Regions from separate parts of the Sus scrofa genome. Here regions 1 and 2 are each linked to region 3. Evidence: chromatin contacts called from public HiChIP or PLAC-seq data. All regions are on one chromosome and are shown on one strand. Each heading gives the region's core, a stretch centred on a gene start, on an enhancer-like site or on the middle of the called end of the contact. The rest is flanking DNA. Distances are from core to core; before and after follow the strand shown. Region 1 holds the start of LOC102160814. Region 2 overlaps LOC102161394 (a long non-coding RNA gene). Region 3 holds the start of ACBD6 (acyl-CoA-binding domain-containing protein 6).

Region 1 (4,488 bases), core at 1,838-4,337, 530 kb after region 3:
TCCTGAAATTCTTTCCTTCTCCCGTCCCCACCAGATTATAAATTCTTTGAAGATAAGTGCTGGACCTCAATCTTATCTATGTAGAGGCCTTTCAGTGCCAGGATCTGAACTGATATCAGTTGAACCAGAGAAGGTGAAAAAAATAAGTAAATAAATAACTGGGGACCAGCCTGGAAGCTAGGCAGGAGGGAGCTCCCAGCCAAAAGAAAGAAAGGAATGTGAGGCTTCTTTCACTCAGACCCCACACTTCCTGCAGCCCAGCTGGGTTTCCACTGCTATTTCTAAGAAGCAAATTCTGAGTCACCTCTTTCTTCCTAAATTCTCTTCCCCCAAAGGATAGGAAGGCTATAGGTCTTGGAGTAGGGAGGGTGCAGCACCGTCTGATTCTTTCCCCTTTTCACAATATAGACAAAGAGCAGTGACATTGACAATGGCCAAGCCAAGAAGGTAGCCAGAAGGGAACCGTTCGCCTCTCAGTCCTGGGATCTCGGTTCTGTTCAGCATGGAATATCACTTGGAAAGTGGGCAGAGGGTGCTGAAATTAGCCTTGAGAAGTTGGAGTAGGGTAGCGGGGCTGAGGGAAGGCAGATGTCTCTTAGACAGTGAGTGGAATCAATTCATTTCAGCCACTTCTCTGGTTACCCGGCTGTCTTGTAGGTAATTGCCTGTTTACTCACTTCTAGTTCTCAGAGGCTGTCGGACTCTTGCTGCTCTGGGAGTTGTGGGTTTACCGACCCCCCTTCTCCCCTTACCTTCTCCATTGTATTGAACCCACTGGGAAGGAACAAAGACCAGAGTTCAAGTTCTAATGAGGTCTCCAGTGAGGCAGAGGTGATAGTCTTCATTTGGTCCCAGGCAGAGTGATGTTGAAATCCCAGAACTAGCCTTTAAATTGGCTGTTGGCCTGGTGTGCAGAATGAGCACCCTGGGGAGGTGAGCAGACCTGAGGAACTGGGTTTCCCTGGGAGAGGGGCTGGGAGTGCAAGTAGCCCTTCTGGATTCATTTCTTCCCCAACCTACAGTCTCTCCCCCAGAGAGGGCATTTGAGTGCTGTGATTTAATAAATCCCTGAAAGAGTGGATTAAAGATGTGATAAACACAGGTATGCAACTTGTACTCATAAAGCAGAAGATAAGTGAATCCTCGTATCAGACTGTAACTAGTAAGAACTTGGACGAATGCTTCCCAAGTGGAACAGATAGGTGTTAGTCCCTTCATTAACCAAGGTCCTTTGCTGCATTTCTGTTGTGAGGGATGATCCCGTACTAATAAAGCTTCCTGCCTCTGGAAACGAGCAGCTGGGTATAAACATTGACACCTTGCTAGTAAAAGCCATGGGTATGCAATTCATACCGTCTCCTCATTAAAGCACATTATTGCTTATTCGCAAATGATTAGGGCTGTAATCAACTAACCCTTAGGAGACCCCAGCTCAAAGGATCAAAGCTATTTCACTATAGACTGTCAATATGAACCTCATTGAAGAGTTTATTGTTGCTTCTGCTTAGAGATATTAGGTCCCTTAAGGACTGCCTTGATCTCTGTTCAAGTTCAGTTCTCCCCTTTGGCCAGGACCCTGGGGAGGCAATTGGGAGTCTTTGGGCAGGAGGAGAAGGAGATGTATCTCCAAAGGCATGTGGAGCGTCTCTACCCCTTCCTTCCCTCCACCATGCTCTGCTCTCAGCAGTACTGATGGGTCCCCCCCCCCCAAAAGCCATCTTTTCCGAGGATTCCTCTGCCTGGAACGCTTTTCCCACAGACCTGCTGGGCCTGTTATCCTGGTAGATACTTCTCCTTGCTGAAATTATTCATTCACATATTTCTCTTCCTGACCAGACTGTGCCCTCCTCAACTCTAAACCCCATTCATCTTTCTAGTGCCTTAATCTAGATCAGAACCCAGCACATGGTAAGTGCATAGCCTTAGTTGACTAGATGTTGTCTGGGGAGACTCAAGCGTTGGTTTGGCCCATTCACTATCTGACTCTCAGCAAGTCACATCATCCTGAGTTTTAGCTTCTTCATTTAAAAATAAATCCTGCCAATTCCAACTCACACAGTGAATTAAAAATGAGACAACTGTGGAAGTGCTGAACCAAACGCCAGGTGGTGGAGGTGGTAGGAAGGGTGTTCAGCTCCAAGCAAGACATATTTGTCTTAGTCTGCTCGGGCTGCCATAACAAAATGCCACAGACGGGGTGACTTAAACAACAGGAATTTATTTTCTCATAGTGTTGGAGCATGGAGATCAGCGTGCCAGCATAGTTGGGTTCTAGTGAGGACTTGCAAATGACTGCCTTCTCATTGTACGCACACCTGGTGGTGGTAGTGGAGAGATTCTCTTTCCCCTCATATAAGGCCACAATGCCTATGAACTCAATTTTAATTACATCCTAAAGACGGTACCTCCAGATGTAGTCACATTGGGAATTAGAGCTTCAACATATGAATGTGCTGGTGGTTTGGGGGGGGGAGATGGACAATTCACTCTACAGTAATATTAAAGGCTATTCAGCAGCACATAGAGCCCTTCAGACCTGCCTCCATGCCCTCCAACTTGCAGATCTGGCACCCTCCTGAGTCCAAGCACCTTCTGTCTTATTCTCTGGGTTGTCAGATTGTCTTCTCTGGTCCTGTGTTAACATTTATTCTTTTATAACTCCCTGTCTCTTACTGGGGCAGCTCTTCTGGGCTTGGGTTTCTGGTGCCTAGACTTGGAGTGTGTAGTGGTTGAAGCTGTCCTATAGGCTAAGAAGTAAAAAGGAAGTCATCTGGTATTTTAATGTGAAACTGAACCAAGGATACAGGAGTGGCTCTGAAAAAACAACTGAATTTCTTCTCCCATTCAGAGGACACTTGGAAAAGGTTGTCTGTATCAAACTATGACATCTGGAGAAATAACCAATAAACTCTTGGGAAAGCATTTTGCAGCTAGAGTCTATGAATAATGACTTGTGTATCAGCTAATAGATGTCCCAGGAACTAAATAAAGCATGTGTGTGCCAAATCCTACAGCTTATGAGGAATAGTTCATACATTACCTCATTTTCACAATAATCATTTCTCAGATGAGGAAACTTAGGCCTAAATGGCCCAGCAAGTCTCACGCCCTCTGGTTGCACATCCCCAAACTCTTGACCATACCAAGGTAAGTCCACCATACTACTTCAAAGAAAACACAGGGTTCTAAGAACTAGGAAGGGAACTCTTGATGCTCCTCCACTCTAATCATGGATAAGTGAAACTCATTTGCCCCATATAACTCCTTTCTTCTGCTCTGCAATTTTATGGAATTTGAAGTGGGAAATATATGTGGAATGAGCCAACATTCTTAGAGGAAAGGCCTTTACAAAAGCAGGTTATTATTTTATTATGGTCTTTTGATTTGGGACCAAATTTCAAAGGACCTGAATACTTTGTGTATTTCCTGGAGATGCCCTGGCCACCCAGGACAACTGAAGGCACTGTCTAGTTTTAATCATATTCCTTCACTAAACATTAATTTAATTCAAAACCTTTTCTGCGTTGAACTAAATTCCAGGGGCTCTGCGCTGCCCTAGCCCACCTTCCCAAAGTGGGGGGGTAGACGCTGCCTCTGAAGAGGGATGGTGTAAATGGAACTGTCTGGTCTGCCCCATTCCTTCCTCCACTTCTTCCTTCCCCTATTTGGTGGATCAAAGTCTCCATTCTCAATTCTTTAAGGCCAGAGAGCGATCCGATCTGTGTCACAGCAGATGACAACGCCGGATCCTTAATTCACTGAGCCACCAGGGAACTCCCAAAGTCTTCAATTCTGTCCCAATCACCCTGGAAGCTGGAGACACTCTTTTGGGTATCTGCAATACTCCTTGCACACCTCGCCAACAAACAAAACGGGCGAGGTCACGCACGATGGAAATCTTCCTAGGAGTGGGGTCTGCAATCTCATCAAGGAGCAACAGGGACTTTTCAGAGTGCAGTGAACTTGGGGAGGGGCTTCCAGAACACAAGACTCAGTAGCAGGAGGGCGATTCCCCCTCCAGCCCACACTTTCGGGTTTCTTGCCCCACTCCCACCCCACCCCTCCCCACCCCACCCCCACCCCACCCCCGACCCTCGGGTAGGAGAAGGCTTTATTTTCTAGGCACCCCTTGCACCTGACTGCGCAGGCCCGGGACTCTCCGCCAAGGTCTCCTCCCATCCCCAGAGAAAGGGCTGGGTGGGGAGACCTGGGGAGGATTTTGAGGGGCCGGAGGTCAGGCGCGGCCGGGGGAGGCTCTGAGGAGACAACACGGCCAGCGCGGCGCTCCTGCAGCCTCCACCGCCGCGGAGCTTCCTCCCCTGCTCCCGCCTTTCCGGGCGGTCCGGCGACGGGGAGGGCAAGCTTCCTGCGCCAGCTCCCCTGGCGCCTGCTGCCGGGCCCGTTGGTGGCCCCGCCCGAGAGCTGGCCGGGCCGCAATGGGGCGGGTCGGGGCCTGGGACTGAGGCCGGCGCTGGGGTCTGGGCGGAG
Region 2 (4,485 bases), core at 1,604-4,103, 590 kb after region 3:
GATCTGATGATGGCTTGGATTTGGGGAGGATGCGTCAGGAACGGCCGGTCTGAGCTGTGACGCAGGTTGCAGATGCGGCTTGGATCCCGTGTTGCTGAGGCTGTGGTGTAGGCCAGCAGCTGAAGCTCCAATTTGACCTCTAGTCTGGGAACTTCCATATGCTGTAGGTGTGGCCCTAAAAAGAAAAGAAGGAAAGAAAGAAAAAAAGAATGGTCCAAGGGGTGGCATTGGGCTTCTAGGTAGACACGTCTGGGGGGGGGTCCGTCCTTTATGGCGAGAGGAGGTGAGCTTGTGTAGCACGTGAGGTGGGGTTGTGACCATGGGGTGGGGAAGTCCAGAGGTTCTTAGCTAGAAGGCAAGAAGCCTTGGAGACTGACCGAGGTGGGGTGGCTGGGGTGGTGACAGCTGGAGGAGCAGAGGGGTCATGGCAAAAAAAAAAGTGCCTGAGAGAGAAAAGCAGAGGAGCTGTTAGAGGACCAGGACCCAGCTCTGGACCAGGAGGGAACGTGGGGGCGTGAGGTCAGGGAGAGGCGGGGGGCCTTGGGCAGGAGCCTCTGGCTGCAGAATGAGGACGTCTTCTGCCCCCAGAGGTCCCCTTTCTCTTCCTGACTTCAGGGCTTGCTGTGTGGTCATGTTGGTTACCTTTCCGTGCACCCCGCTTCCCTGTGAGCCCAAGAAGGCCTCCCCCCCACCCCGCTTTGTGCCTGTGCCCAATGCGGGGCCTGGCATTCAGCAGCTGCTACACAGTGAAGAAAGGAGCTTACCTGGCAGGTGAGCTGTGTGAAGTCCTAGTGGTGTTGGAGCAGCAGACTGTTGTCAGGAAGCTGGGCCCCTGGCCCACTAAGTGGGGAGGAGGTGGGTTTGGGTCAGAGTTTGTTGAAGATTGTGGTGCGAGGAGGGGAGGGCGAGCTTGAGTGGGGTGGGGAGTCCCAGGCCAGGAACCAGAGGTGATGGGGAGGGAAGGGGAGGGCAAAGCTGCAGGAGAGCTTGCAGTTCCCGAGGAGGAGGAGGAGGAAGCTTATGCAGTTGGCTCCCTGGAGTTGGAGCACAGGGAGATGCTCAGTCACTTTGTCCATGTGGCTTAGGCAGATGATTCCCCCTCCTGCGAGGAGGTCTGAGGTGGGGAGCCACCTGGGCAGGCGGTTCATGCAGAGCCTGCTGCAAACTCAGGCATTACTCATCCTGGGTAGTGGCCAAGGGGCGGAGTAACCAGGAGCCCGAGCTGGCAGGGGGCCACAGGGTGAGGCTGGTCAGAGGCCTGGGGTGCTGGGCTGGGGCTGTAGTGAAGAGGCAGGAGTTGGGAGGATGTGGGAGAGTGGAGCTGGATCAGGATGCAGAGATCATGGGGGGTGTGGTCTTGAGACAGAGAGGAGGGGGAGAAGTGCTGTCTAGATCCGAGGGGATAGGCTTTGTTTGGGTGTTGAAGTATAGTTGATTTACAGTGTTGTGTTAATTTCTATTATACAGCAAGGTGACTCAGTTACATACATACATATATATATATATATATATATATATATATATATATAATGTTCTTTTTCGTATTCTTTCCATTATGGTTTATCACAGGTAATAGAATATGGTTCCCTGTGCGGTAGAGTAGGACCTTGCTGTTTATCTGTCCTGAATGTAATAGTTTGCACCGGAGTTCCTGTTGTGGCTCAGTGGTTAATGAACCCAACTAGGATCCATGAGGATGAGGGTTCAATCTCTGGCCTTGCTCAGTGGGTTAAGGATCCAGCATTGCTGTGAGCTGTGGTGTAGGTCGCAGATGTGCCTCGGATCCCCCGTTGCTGTGGCTCTGGTGTAGGCCAGCGGCTACAGCTCCAATTAGACCCCTAGCCTGGGAACCTCCATATGCCGCAGGAGCGGCCCTAGAAAAGGCAAAGAAAAAAAAAATAGTTTGTACCTGCTAATCCTAAACTCCTAAGCCTTCCCTCTTCCACCCCCTTCTTCGGCAACCACAAGTCTGTTCTCTGTGAGTCTGTTTCTTTTTCGTATATAGGTTTATTTATGTCATATTTTAGATTCTCCATAGAAGTAATATGATATGATATTTGTCTTTCTCTTACTGACTTACTTTGTTTGATAATCTCTCAGTCCATCCATGTTGCTGCAAATAGCATTATTTCATTCTTTCTTACGGCTGGTAATAGTCCATTGAATATATGCACCACATCTTTTTCATCCATTCATCTGTTGATGGACCTTTAGGTTGTTTCCATGTCTTGGCTGTGGTAAGTAGTGCTGCTCTGAACACTGGGGTTTATGTATCTTTGTGACTTATAGTTTTGTCTGGGTATATGCCCAGAAATGGGATTGCTAGATCATATAGCAACTCTAGTTTTAGTTTTTTGTGTTTTTTTTTTTTTTTTTTGTCTTTTTACCTTTTCTAGGGCCGCTCCTGTGGCATATGGAGGTTCCCAGGCTAGGGGTCTAATTGGAGCTGTAGCTGCCAGCCTATTCCACAGCCACAGCAACTCGGGATCCGAGCTGTGTCTGCAACGCACACCACAGCTCACAGCAACACTGGATCCTTAACCCACTGAGCAAGGCCAGGGATCGAACCCACAACCTCATTGTTCCAAGTCGGATTTGTTAACCACCGAGCCATGATGGGAACTCCTAGTTTTAGTTTTTTGAGCAACCTCCACACTGTTTTCCCTGCTAGCCTCACCAGTTTACATTCCCACCGACAGTGTGGGAGGGTTCCCTTGTTTCCACACTCAAGGGGGTAGGTTTTAACAGAACTTATGTTGTCTGGGCCATTTCCATGTGAGGCTGTGCGTGTGAGGAACTGAACTGCCCCCTCACCCTGACCTTGATTCTAGGCTGCTGGCCTGTGATTTTGTCCACGTTAAGGGAAGAGAAATCTCCCCATCTCCCCTTGGGGAGAGTTGTTACTTTTGCTGACAAGCACACTATGCTTCCTCTTTTCTGATTTCAGAGAAGAGCTACACATTTCCTTCAGGGAAAGGGGAACCAGTTCCCAAAGCTGTCAAAACGGTGGCCTCTGAAAAAAAGAAACCAAAAAAACCCAAATCCAACCAAGAACCATGAGATTGTGGGTTCGATCCCTGGCCTTGCTCAGTGGGTTAAGGATCCAGCGTTTCCGTGAGCTGTGGTGTAGGTCACAGAGGCTTGGATCCGACGTTGCTGTGGCTCTGGCGTAGGCCGGCAGCTGTAGCTCTGATTAGCCTCCTTCCCTGGGAACCTCCATATACCACGGTGCGGCCCTAGAAAAGCAAAAACAAAACAAAACAAAAAAAGTGGCCTCTGAAATTTGGCCCCTGGGAGAAAAGTGGCCTCTGAAAAGTGGCCCCTGGGAGAGGGCCTCTCAGGCCCCTGTCCCCAGACTCAGCCCGTTGGGGCAGAAAGAGCGTTTTCCTTCATCTCAGGCCTGTTCTAGGCCAGTGATTCTCAGCTGTGATTGAACAACAGTATTTGCCCAGGAGCTTTAAAAAATCCTATTGCCTAGGTAGCTGTGGGATCAGCCAAATATGACTATGACTGGGAGTGGGCATTGTGTGCTGGAAAGCTCCCCCAGAGCTTCCTGGGTACAGCCAGGCTTGGGAACCTCAGACCACATGCTGTCCCGTAAATGCCTCTTTATTTACAGCTTGTAACCCGATCTGGCCAAGAGCTGGGCAGGTGTGCTGATAGTGTGGTGCTTCAAGGTTTAGGGGAAAGGTGAGTAGGGCAAAGGGTAACCACCAGCATGAAATGCTTCTGAGTTAGAGATTGTCATCTGTCTTCTCACTGTTGGACAGCTGCTTGTACCTGGCACAGGCCCCTGTCCTTGTTCTCAAGGGTTAGAAAACTCCACCTGCACCTCTCTCTTTGCTTCGCTGGCTCCCTGTCTATATGTAGATCAGACTATTATGCATGTGTCTTAGTTGGCTCGGGCTGCTAAGTCTGGGTGTATTAAACAACAAACTTCTCATGGGTCTGGAGGCTGGGAAGTCCTAGATTGGGGTGCCAGCACGGTGGGGTTCTGGTGAGAGCTTTGCAGATGCTCACCTTCTCCTGTATCCTCACGTGGCAGACAGAGGAAGCTCTGGCGTCTCTTTCTCTTCTTAGAAAGGCACTAACCCCATCATGGGGACCCCACCCTCATAACTTCATCAAAATCTAATTATCCCTTGAAGAGTCCATGTCTAATACCATCATATTGGGGATTAGCACTTTACCATGTGAACTGTGGGGGCACACAAGCCTTCAGTCCCTAGCAGCTTGATTATCTTATGCTACCAGAAAGTTTTCTCACCCTCACAGAGGAGTTAACAAGGTCTAGTTCATAACCTGACTTTGAGGGCCGGAAGAGGTACTACTTGGAAAATGCCTAACATAATTCCCAGCTCATTGCTGAAAACAACATATCAAAACCATTATTGACATTATTGTTCAGATATGTTGTGCTTTTGCTGTTTGGTTCTTAGGTTTTGTGATTTTCATTGTGATATCATTCTTTAGTAATTATTTTGC
Region 3 (4,445 bases), core at 1,565-4,064:
AGCTGCCAGCCTACACCACAGCCACATCAGATCCCAGCTGCGTCAGCGACCTACACCACAGCTCATGGCAACGCCGGATCCTTAACCCACTGAGGCCAGGGATCGAACCCTGGTTAGATTCGTTTTCGCTGCATCACGACGGGAACGCCAAAGAATTTTTATCCTGTTTCGCTCATGTTATTTCTCCCACCTGAAAAGCCTTTCTCTCTTCCCTCGGCTTTTTAAAATGCTCTACCTCCTTAAAGTCCCACTCAAGGTTCAAATTCTAAGAACCCTTTATGTCTACAAAGATCTCATCCATCCAGAATATTTCAACAAAGGTTGCCAATGGTAAATGCCAGTGAATCACGTGTGCCCAAGTTAAGGTAAGAGGACATGCTAGGTATCCCCACTTGTGCTAGTGCTGAAGGCTCCTCAACAGGGGTTTGAAATTTTCATTGTCCTCTCATTTTCACAAATGTCAATTCATTCTTGTTTGCTGGAAGAGTGCAGGCTAATACACGGAGGACCAAAAAAACCCTGTTAATTGGTGTGATCTTTTTGAAACTTCACTGAAAGATGACTGTGGAGCCATACACTTATCTAAGACTAAAAGAGCTATTATGTTAGGTACATTTAGGGCCCTGCAGGAGAAAACAAGGTTCACAGCTCAGCTTATTTTTATCAACTTCCTACTGACAAAATAGAGTGCTATTCTGAACAGAAAACATAAAGATATAAAAACCTTTCTATGAAATTTGGAGGAAATGAGTCTTACAATGCCCAGAGAATCATCAGTCAGCCACATTACTGGTCCAAACACAATGCACAATCAATTCTTGTTAAATAATTAAAAGTCTCATTTCATTGTTATAAGGACAGGATTAAACCTCCCCACCCCACCCCCACAAAAGATATCCAGAACTTTTGCAAGAAGACAAATTCTGAGGCCAATTTAGGGGCAATTTTCACTCAACACTCTAATTTATACCATTTGTTCCTAGAGCTGCATCCCTCAGGTCACTTTACAACTGATACTCATTGACCTTCAAAAGAAGGTTCATATCTACCCTATTATATTCAGTTTAAGAAAACAGAGGGAGCCCACAGCTTTCTTTTTTTTTGTTTTTTTTGTTTTTTTTTTAAAGAATACAGAGGAGGGAGTTCCCCTTGTGGCTCAATGGGTTACGAACCCAACCAGTATCCATGAGGATGAGGGTTCGATTCCTGGCCTAGCTCACTGGGTTAAGGATCCGGTGTTGCTGTGAGCTGTGGTGCAGGTCACAGACAAGGCTCAGATCCCATGTTGGTTGTGTCTGTGGTGTAGGCCAACAGCTGTAGCTCCGATTTGCCCCCTAGCCTGGGAACCTCCACATGCCTTGGGTGCAGACCTAAAAAGAAAAAAACAAAAACAAAACAAACCCAGGGGAAACAGATACCAAGAGGCAAAAAAAATTTTTATAAAAGAAAATGGGCTATCCTCCAGAGCTTCATCACTTCCAGTGTTCCAAAGAGCTAGAGTTTTCCTAAACTGTTATTTAACTCTAGTCAGCAATTTTTCACCCGTTTAAATCTAGACTCCTCAATTAACTTTGTAAAGTCTCTTGATGGCAAGTATCATGATGCTTTTGCTTCTCCGCATTCCCCACAGGCATAAAACCCCAAGTGTTTTGCCCATTTTTGTAAAGGTTCTGAAGCTGGTGAAAGCTTAAGTGCAAGGTCACTGGGCAAGTCAGAGAAGACACAGAAAAACTGTCATTCAGTAGCCAGCTAAATATCACTTCTCAGATAGCAGACAGGTCCTTTCCATGTCCAGAATGATGCAAATCCTTAACAGATAATTAAAAAACAAAGCACCCACATAAACTTCATTACACCTGGCCATTAACCAAGCTTGTTGAATGATGCAAATCCTTAGCAGATGATTAAAAAACAGAACATACACACAAAACTTCACTACACCTGGCCATTAACCAAGCTCATTTACCATTAGATTTTGGAGAAAAGAGAGGCCTTTGGTCGTTCACCCGCATCCACCCCTTCCTCGTGACTTTACCTGCTTGTACCTGGCATACAGGTACAAGAGCTGCTCCCTGCTGGCCACCTGAACCAGGCCTTGGAGGTGCGCGGCCGCCTTCTCAAACAGCTCGGTCAGGCTCCTGGACGCCTCGGTCTCGGGGCTCTGGAGGGATTCCGCATCCCCGGAGTCGTCCCCCGAGCTCAGCTCTCCGCCGCTGTCGCCCGTGGTAGCCCCCGAAGGCAGGAATGGCGAGGCCATGTGTCCGCCTGTCTTCTTCAGACCGGGTGTAACGCCGTCTTGGGGGCCTGGCCCACCAGTCCCCTCCCTGAGTCGGACCCAAGCTCACTTACTCCGCGCTCCCTCCCTTAACTCTATCTCCCTCCCTTTTTCCGCCCGGCGCGTGCAGGGCTGGCTCCGCCACCCTCTGCGGCTAACCCCTGCGGCCCAGGTCTCCTCCGGCCTCTCCTAGCTACCCAGGACCTCGGACTCATCCGGGGTCTCTCCAGCAGCGCTGGGGGTCCGCTGGCCACAGGCCTCGAGGTCCCGGAAAGAGGGCGGGACGGGGGCCGGTAGGGGGCGGGGCGGGGGCGGGGCGACGTGAGTGCCGAGCACGCGCCCAGGGCTACGGCCGGCCCCCTGTTACACGCTGGGAGAGGGAAACGTGGGTAGCTCTGGGTTGGGCACCCTCCAGTAAATTAAGGGACTCTTGCGGTGAGCTAGGGAAACGCTGCTTGGAGAAAGTGCCCTGAGTCGTTCAGATGTCCGTTAATCGTTTTGCTGAAAATACCGGAACCCATTCTCGGGCTAGGCCATCGGCGGGTGGGGAAGGAGGCCGTCTATTTGGTAGTGTAGCGATAGGAGCGGAGTCGTGGGAAACTTGGAGCTGAGCACGAAGGTTCCGCCTGCGCCCGCCTCCCCAGATTGTGTAGCCTCAGTGTCCCAAAGCGGACGTCGAATGTCGGCATTCTCTTGCTGGAGGGATTGGTTCTAACTTGTAGAGTGAATGAAAATATGGGAGATGGGACCTTCAGCACCCAAACTGTGAGATTGGTCAAATCTCTTCATGTGTTGCTTTGCACGACTTGCAGAACCCACACCTGGCAGAGCTCATGGGACCCCACCCCCGTGGCCCTTAGCCTGATTTGCTTGTTCCCAGCTCAGTCTTTGCCGCTGTGCTGTGGCAGTCACTGACAGTGAAACCAGAAATACGCTTAGTTCTGCCCTATGTTAGAAACCTGCAAAAACTACAATATGATTATAATAATGTTAACAGAAATAATGATCTATAGTAAGAATAGGGTTTCCCAGGTGGCTCAGCGGGTAAAGGACCCCACGTGGTCACTGCTATGGCTTGGGTTTGATCCCCGGCTGGAGAACCTCCACCTGCCTTGTGGCAGCCCCAAAAGAAAATAATAGAAGAATGTTTTGTTTGAGCCAAACCGAGGACCAAAGTCGAGGAGTCAGCCTCTCAGTAGCTCTGAGGTACGGCTCTGTAGAAGCGTGGTTTTCAGCACATGAATGAATCTCATAACAGCAGAGCTCAGTAAGCCATCAAAAGCTCATCCTTTGTGTTTCCTTTGCTTCAAAGCTCAAAACCAAGCAAAACGGACCTATGATGTCAGAAATCAGGACAGTGAATGGTCTGGGGTGCATAAGGGGAGCTTCTGGATGTTGACAGCGTTCTCTTTCTTGAACCAAATGCTGGTTACACAAGTGGATTCACTTAAAATATATGTACTTTTCTATATATCCAGTATATATGAATGAAAATTTAAGAAAGAAAAAAAAAAAAGAGCCCTTGACATTCAGAAGCTGATCTAGAACTCACAGCTAAACCATATCATCCTCCTATTAGGTGGAAATCACCTCATGAATACCAACCTCAGTCAAGGGCATCTGAAACCATGATCAAATAAAGACAAAGCAAAGCACTTCAGAAGTTTGTTTAATCACAGACAAAACCAGGATCACTCAAAATATCAAACACACTTTCTCTGAGCCAAAATAAGTGACTCTTGCATATTTACAGAGTACAGGTTTGTTCTCATGCGAGTCTTTCTGCTATATAGATAAGACTGATTGAGATACCCAGTCATAGAATTGTCCCAGCTTCCTGACAGTGTCCAATCGTGAACATACCCCCAGTTTCTTAGACTGCCCCACTAGTTACCAGTCAAAGCACAAATCCTGTCATAGGTCGATCACTGAAACAACCCATAGTTCTCCACTTTATGTTCTTCCTCATGGAAATAAACACAATGTGGTAACTATAGGGGCTTCCTGGAGGGCTTTGCCTCAAGATCACTGACACCTGAGAACCTGTGATTTCTTGAAGATTCTGTTTGAAGCCCCAAACAATCAGGATCTGGTGACTTTGAGCGAATAGAGTTTTTCCAATGGGTGTTTCTATTTGAGCAGTTATTGGGAATGGGTATGTTTTTCTGAA

Evidence for each region. HiChIP or PLAC-seq counts read pairs in DNA pulled down with a chosen protein or histone mark.
Region 1: an H3K27ac HiChIP or PLAC-seq map of alveolar macrophages shows a contact between it and region 3. The contact joins the promoter of LOC102160814 here to the promoter of ACBD6 in region 3.
Region 2: an H3K27ac HiChIP or PLAC-seq map of alveolar macrophages shows a contact between it and region 3. The contact joins the enhancer-like site here to the promoter of ACBD6 in region 3. A contact is called at or near these places in 12 of 47 Hi-C or Micro-C datasets (alveolar macrophages, embryonic fibroblasts, fetal heart ventricle and 8 more) and 2 of 2 datasets of contacts at active chromatin or transcription factors (alveolar macrophages and skeletal muscle).

Annotation. Positions count from the first base shown.
Region 1 is chr9:122,646,203-122,650,690 of Sscrofa11.1, forward strand. LOC102160814 reads left to right here and starts at 3,088. Exons shown (of 5, transcript XM_021063969.1): 1 at 3,088-3,147; 2 at 4,103-4,488. The coding sequence starts at 3,088.
Region 2 is chr9:122,699,293-122,703,777 of Sscrofa11.1, forward strand. The region is part of intron 1 of LOC102161394 (a long non-coding RNA gene); the gene reads left to right. Among named protein-coding and RNA genes, the nearest start is that of IER5, 68 kb to the left of the region's middle. Within about 2 kb of position 2,854, at least 12 of the 83 cell types and tissues checked have an H3K27ac peak or open chromatin away from gene starts, as enhancers often do. A contact at or near this core is called in alveolar macrophages, retroperitoneal adipose tissue and skeletal muscle, where this site is marked.
Region 3 is chr9:122,113,217-122,117,661 of Sscrofa11.1, forward strand. It overlaps ACBD6 (acyl-CoA-binding domain-containing protein 6), which reads right to left and starts at 2,815. Exons shown (of 8, transcript XM_003130348.5): 1 at 2,036-2,815. The coding sequence starts at 2,257.